Regions from separate parts of the Mus musculus genome. Here region 1 is linked to region 2. A link is a contact called in public ChIA-PET data. All regions are on one chromosome and are shown on one strand. Each heading gives the region's core, a stretch centred on a gene start, on an enhancer-like site or on the middle of the called end of the contact. The rest is flanking DNA. Distances are from core to core; before and after follow the strand shown.

What was found. ChIA-PET counts read pairs in DNA pulled down with a chosen protein or histone mark.
Region 1: an RNA polymerase II ChIA-PET map of effector CD8 T cells shows a contact between it and region 2, with 75 read pairs. The contact joins the promoter of Tmem71 here to the enhancer-like site in region 2. A contact is called at or near these places in 1 of 39 promoter capture datasets (hippocampal neurons), 5 of 484 Hi-C or Micro-C datasets (CD4 T cells, CD8 T cells and Th1 cells), 3 of 115 datasets of contacts at active chromatin or transcription factors (CD8 T cells, effector CD8 T cells and embryonic stem cells) and 1 of 9 other capture datasets (adipose tissue).

The regions. Positions count from the first base shown.
Region 1 is chr15:66,559,717-66,563,103 of GRCm38.p6, reverse strand. Tmem71 (transmembrane protein 71) reads left to right here and starts at 2,058. Exons shown (of 10, transcript NM_172514.3): 1 at 2,058-2,374.
Region 2 is chr15:66,443,874-66,447,058 of GRCm38.p6, reverse strand. The region is part of intron 7 of Lrrc6 (leucine rich repeat containing 6 (testis)); the gene reads left to right. Among named protein-coding and RNA genes, the nearest start is that of Gm31006, 55 kb to the left of the region's middle. Within about 2 kb of position 1,573, at least 43 of the 459 cell types and tissues checked have an H3K27ac peak or open chromatin away from gene starts, as enhancers often do. A contact at or near this core is called in CD8 T cells, Th1 cells and effector CD8 T cells, where this site is marked.

The DNA.
Region 1 (3,387 bases), core at 809-3,308, 120 kb before region 2:
GAAATGATGCTGCTAACAATAGGTTGGATCTTCGTACATGAACTAACCATCATGATTCACCCTGACCCCCAGATATGTCTACAGACCAACCAGGTCTAGGAAATTTTTCAGTTAAGACTTCTGTCTCAGTTGACTCTTGGTTGTGCCAAGCTGAGAGTCCAACTAGGCAAGCACATGGACCTTCACATAACCAGACAAGGCTCATGCTCCATTAACACATTTCACATTCTGCACAGGTTGCTGGGTAGAAAATGAAGTGGAAAGAGTTCTGGAAAAAAGCTCAGCTTAGCCATGGTGACCAATTACAAAGTCACCACCTGAGGAAATAAAAGCATATCACTATAAACAACTAAGTTTTGGATACTTATTTTACTGTGGAGTAATTTCTGTATTAGAATGACATCCCTGCCACTCTTTCCAGATTATTAGCTTTCCCAGACTCTGACCAGAAGAACAATGTCAGGCCCTGATATAATTCTGTAGTGTGTGTGGCAAAAAGCCCAGACTGAGGTAGCTGGTAGTCATGCAACTCATACATTTTTAATTTCCTAGTATGTACTAAACCTCATACTACACCATGATATATAACAAGAAAAGAATAGATAGACCTTAGGCTCTGAAGTAAAGCAGGAGATGGAACATAGAAAGTCTCTTGGTTCCTTAACTGTAGCTATGACGCACACTCCAAATAAAAATTGTAGAGAGCTGTGGCCTTCATAACTTGATCTAGGAGAGGTCATGTAGAAGGAGTTGCTTAGGAACAAGATGTAGAAACAACGGTAGTATGTTTAAAGACTCCAAGGTGAAAGCAAACCTGAACAAGATGAAAGGCTGAAGATCAACATGGTCAAACTTTAGAAGATAGAATGTGTGCAGTATGAGGCTAAAACTTGCCTCATAGGCTGCAGGGGTGATTTTGAACTTATTATGAGAGAGGAGCAAAGATGAAGGTTTTAATTTAAGGAATGACATAATCAAATTTACATAGTGAGATATGTATGTGCATAATGTGTTGGATAGAGGCCAAGTAGACAGTTGGAATGTTAGCATAAAATACAGTCAGAATGAGGTAGTAAGTGGAGTCCCAGGGAGAGACAATGGAGGTGGAAAGAATGTGGGATTCTGCGTAGGAAATAATACTGATATCTCCTAACATCAAAAATAATCTCGGTAGCAATCCCCAAGAATTAATAACACAAACTCTCCACCATCCTGATCAAGCTCTCCAAAGAGAAGTCAATTCACAAAATCCAATAAGGAATACATCTTGCACATTCCCTCAGGTACCCAGCTATTTCTTTCTTCTTTCTTCTCATTTGATTCTGCAGGCCAACCTTGGGGCTATAGATTATTACATTTAAATTTGAGAAAATTGCAGCTCAAAGATGCTAAGCCACAAGTCTGAGGTCCCAAAGCTATCGTGAAAGACCATTTTAATCTTAGCCTGTCTATGCCAGTGCCTGGAAAATGAAGAAGTGGATGCTCACAGTCATCTATTGGATGGAACAGAGGGCCCCTAAAGAAGGAGCTAGAGAAAATACCCAATGAGCTAAAGGGGTCAGTAACCCTACAGGAGGATCAGCAATATGAACTAACCAGTAACCCCGCCCTCCCCCCAGAACTGTGTCTCTAGTTGCATATGTATCAGAGGATAGCCTCATAAAAATCACATTATTATAGATAATATATAGCTTTTATAGCATCCTGAACTTGATAGCGTTGATGCTATCTTTGATATATTTAGGTTAATTGGACCAAGAGCATAATAACTGTATGCTACTCATAACTGAATATAGCCAGAAAATGTCAAACAGGAAACATGGCTTAAATTTTCTCATGTTAATATAGTTTGAGGTGACACAGAAGCTCTGAGAAGCATCCCTCAATGATCACAATGTATGGAGTTGACCTGACTCTGGGTTGCCTGTTCCCTTCTGATGGTCAAGAAGATCTGCTGTATTTACTCTGTGAACACCACTGATGCGATCGTGACAGGAAGTATGACCTCATTCTGCTGCCCTGCCTCTAGTTCGGAAAGGCTGATATTGAAAGTAAACAAGGCCCGTGAGACTAACTCCCAAGAATGACAAGCTATTCTATTCTTGGAAGCAGCTGAAAGATCCAGAGGCCCCTGACCACCAAATTGCCCTGTGAAAGTGGCAGAGACATGGTCATCTCCAACCAGAAGGGAAGACGGGGTGCTCTGTGGGAAGTCACTTCTGCACCTGTTGACATTCTGATGGGATTTTTCAGTTGAAGAACGGCTCGGTCCAGCTTTCTGCACTACCAACCACTGGGAAGCTTCGTATTTCAGTAACCCTCCTGTCATTTATCAGTCGGAAGAAGAGCCCGGGGACTCCCTGTGGAGGAATATGTATGAGCAAGTTATATTTCAGAACAGATGCATTGCTTTGATGAGCTGGTAGACAGAGTCTGTTTCTTGAAAAGTTCTTGAGCTGTGAATGCAAGTTGTTTTCACAGTTACTAATTCTTGACTAGCGGGCATTATGCTCACTGTACATGGCTCCTCGCTTTTGTAAGATCAAACAGCGAGACCTTGCTTTCTGCTGCACAATGCCTTGCCTTAAAACTAAGCTTACTGCCTGAGGAAAACTAACATATAGTCATTTGGACTGGACAAAGTCTTATTGTATTACTCAATGCTGAAATCACAAGGAACATGCTAGTATGTTCACTTGTATGGATATTATCTTTTTCAAACCAGTGATTTTCTTTTTTAAAAATGTGTGTCTTTATTTAGAAATCTTCCAAAGAATGCTAGAAAGTTCTGTATTATTTAAGACAATCTTATAAGCTGGAGTATATGATTCCTTGAAAGGTTCACTATACATTATTAAATAATCTAGTTTGAGCCTTAGAGTTGATGTGACTGATTTAATGTATTATGTTATAGCAATCAATTATTAGTTGACATGTTTATCAAAAACAGGGACAGAACTACTAGATCATAAAAGGCTCTCATGTCACCTTATAAAACTACTAGGGTCGTATTATACATATATACTTATATACATACAAACATATGTATATGTATACACTTATATAATTTATGTAATTCAGTAGCTACATGGAGATAGAACTATGTGATAAGAGGTAACTGATCAATATTTGCACAAATTGCACACTTTGAAGCATGCTTACTTTGAAATTGAAAAGTAAATTCTAAGCTTTCAGGAATGTGACTTTGTAATCTGGGTTGTGGTGGTCTATTTGTAGCTCAGTATAGCTTATGCTGTTTAGGAATGTTCAGACTGATAGCCACCACAAAAGCCTTGACCTTCTCCATGGCCACTTGTCAATGGCAACAATCTCCAAGCACTTACTGCAACTCAATAATGAAACTAGTTCTGCTGGCTGCTTTAAATA
Region 2 (3,185 bases), core at 324-2,823:
GAGAGAGAGAGATGAAAATCCTTAAGTCTCATAGTCTCATAATACCTGAGCTACCCTGTCTGTCTGTCTGTCTGAAAGCTGAGAATTAGTGAGCATACCCACAGTGCCTTTTATAATCTCAATACAAATAACAAGCCTATAGGCTAAATCTCATTAGCTTCATTTCATTACTCAAAGTCCATTTATTGCCATCATTTCATTTGCTATGTCATTACCACAACAAAGACAATCTAGAGGCATCCCAGGCACATCTCATCTTCACAGAAAGCAAGCTTGGCAGACAGAATATCAGTTCCTTAGGTCAGCAGTAGGGTCACACGGTTAAGCTGATTCATCTGACTTGTCCACACTGGCCCAGTTGTAACGATGTCCACAACTGAGGCTCCAGCTTCCCACCTGGAATACCCTGCACACAGGAATGCAGCTCCAGACAGTAGGTCAGGTACAGCATATGCGGCAGTGCACGTGGAAGGAGCCACCCTCACCACATCTGAAGGTCCCAATGGGAAGACAATTTATCTTCAGCTTCAACAGGGAAGGGAGACTCCCAGAGCCATAGGTATTCTGGGAGAGCGCACCGTTCTTCCTGCCACGCTAACCACCCTCCCTTCCCTGAAGCCAGTTTTCTTAAAAGTCTCTACAGGAAATTACTCTTCATTGCCCTTTAGTCCCTCAAGGTCTTGGACATCCCTTCTTCTTCATGTGCCAGGTCATCTGTCCTCATTCCCTTATATTTCCTTATATCTATCCCAGTTTCTTTTCTTCCTGTCCCTTTCTACCATTTACCTGTATCTTCTGGAGCTTAAAGATCCAGCATCACTCCCTACATAGACGCTTTGTATCTATATTTAGTGACTAGGACCAGAGATTCTGCTTCCACCATTGACCACAATCTTACTCTTCACTAACCTCTAGTAAAATTATAGCCCACAGCAACATGGTGTCTACCTGACTCCCTCTCCCTAAAATCCTCTAGTGTCTGTAGAATGTTCACCCCCCTTTTAGTCTTCTACTTAAGCCCACCCAGTTTCCTAACCACCTGGCCTCTCAGCTCAAGTAAGGTCCTAACACCTAGACCACAATTTCTCTACCGCATCAACCCCATCCTCTGTCCTGGTGACCTTTGACCTGTTTTTCTCCCTTCAGCTTAGCCATAAGATTCTCCTTTCAACCTTCTATTTGCTGCCACGTCCTGAGCCTTAACCTTGTCAACTCACTGATCGTCATTCCCAGTGTCTCAAACTCCCTCCACTCTAACAGTCAGGCTCCATCCGCACAGAAACCCACTCACTCTATAGCTTTGCTCATTGTCCTCACACTGGGTTCTCTTGCTGCTTTGGATCTTCTATCCCTCACAGAAACTCATCCTCAGCTGACTCCTCAGCTCCCATCTTTCCCTCTGTCCACCATCCCCAAGCCACAGATCCCGGCATTGTTTAATCTTGAGCATCCTCCTCTGCTCAGTGTGCTTGGAGTAAAGCATCCACCGTTACCCACTGCCCTTGATGTAGGTGCAGGTACCACAGGTCTCAAGTCACCCGTGGTTTTCCTGTACTGTCACTGTAAACATTTGCTCAGTCACTTGCAGGCAAAGGTCACACCTCTTCCTGTTCCTCATCTCCAGCACTGTCTTAAGTACCACAGACTTAACCAAAGACCTTGTTTCTTTATTCACTGGAACAACAAAATCAACCAGGCAACTTGTGTTTCCTGTGGTAGACAGCATGCTCATGCTGTGATGGTTCTGCCGTCAAAACTCAGCCCCCTTGCTAGCTCACTATCCAGCTTCTTTAATTATCCAAGACTTAGCTTCCCAGGGTCCCCTGCTCTCAGCATCATTCCTTGCCACTTCACTGGACCAACAGTACCAGCATACCAGCATATTTTAGTAACTTTAATCTTAAAGAACAAAACTAAGACATGCCCTCCCCCCACCTCTCCAGTTTCTGTCAGCCTCTGCTTCTCTGCCTTAAGCTGCAGCCAAATTTCTTAGCAGACTTGTCAGTACTCAGTCTTTGACGTTTTACTTCATATTTCATCTTGAAGCCACTTCTGAATATTGCATTATCCAAAAACTTCCTTTAGTCGCATCATTTGCACAGTGATCATTTATAGCCCAGGTATCATCTTATTCTACCTTGGGAACTTGGATGGAACAGAGAGTCTCCTGCTTGTTAAAGCAGGCTCTTGCTATTATATTTGGGTAGATCTTCTGCCTTACCTGCTATGAGCTTTAGTTTCTTAGCTGTCCCTGTTTTTGTCCTGTATTTTCTGGGCCACGACTTCTTCAAATCCTATGACTTTTCTAAGCACAGAGAAGGACAGTGGGTACAAAGTCTTCCACCCCTAACCAAGCAGCTATTTGCAGTTGATACCCGCTAGGAGAGGAAAAATCAGTTTTCTCCAATGGGGTGGCCCTGGGTGTGTCAATCACACTCCAGGACATGCCCTGTGCTCAGAAATAGTTAACCAACGCAAAATAGACTCCATGCTTTTACTGTTGTTACTATGGCTTTCTCCCCCCTGTTTTGTTTCGTTTTAGAGAGAGGGGGGGGGAGAGGAGAGAGAGAGAGAGAGAGATAACGAATATGGGGGAGAAAAATGATGAAAAAATTAAATGTGGCAAAAGTAAATACCAAAACCCATGTAGTCTAGCTTTGACTACAGTGTTCACATTCCTCAGAACAAGGTTCTGCCTCTTCCCTGAGTTCAAGGCATCTAGATTCAATTAGCTAGGTGGCATTAGTTTGTTGACCTACATGATTGAAGAACAACAACTGCTTTCCAGCTCCCTACATTCTCCTCTCCATCCCCCCACCCAGACATCCTTACCTCCCACTGTCTCCATCTCAGTAACAATTATCTACCCATTGGCACTAAAACCCAAATCCCTTGGTTCCTGATTTTCCTCTCCCTGGCCTTTATTACTGATCTCCATATGCTTTTATATCAACATTACCAGAGTCCAACTATTCATCAACTCCTCCACTTCTATCTTAGGGTGAGTCAATGTTTCCTTTTACCTAGAAAGTTCAATGCCTTGATAAGAGTCTCTGTGATTCATCTTTTGGCATGCTTTGCTATTCTCAGATGAAAAAAGAGTCAGTTCAGAAAGGACACAAATGTTGCTTTTTTTTTTTTTTTTTTTAAAGAAAAACTTCTGGAAAGTGCCTACAACACATTCC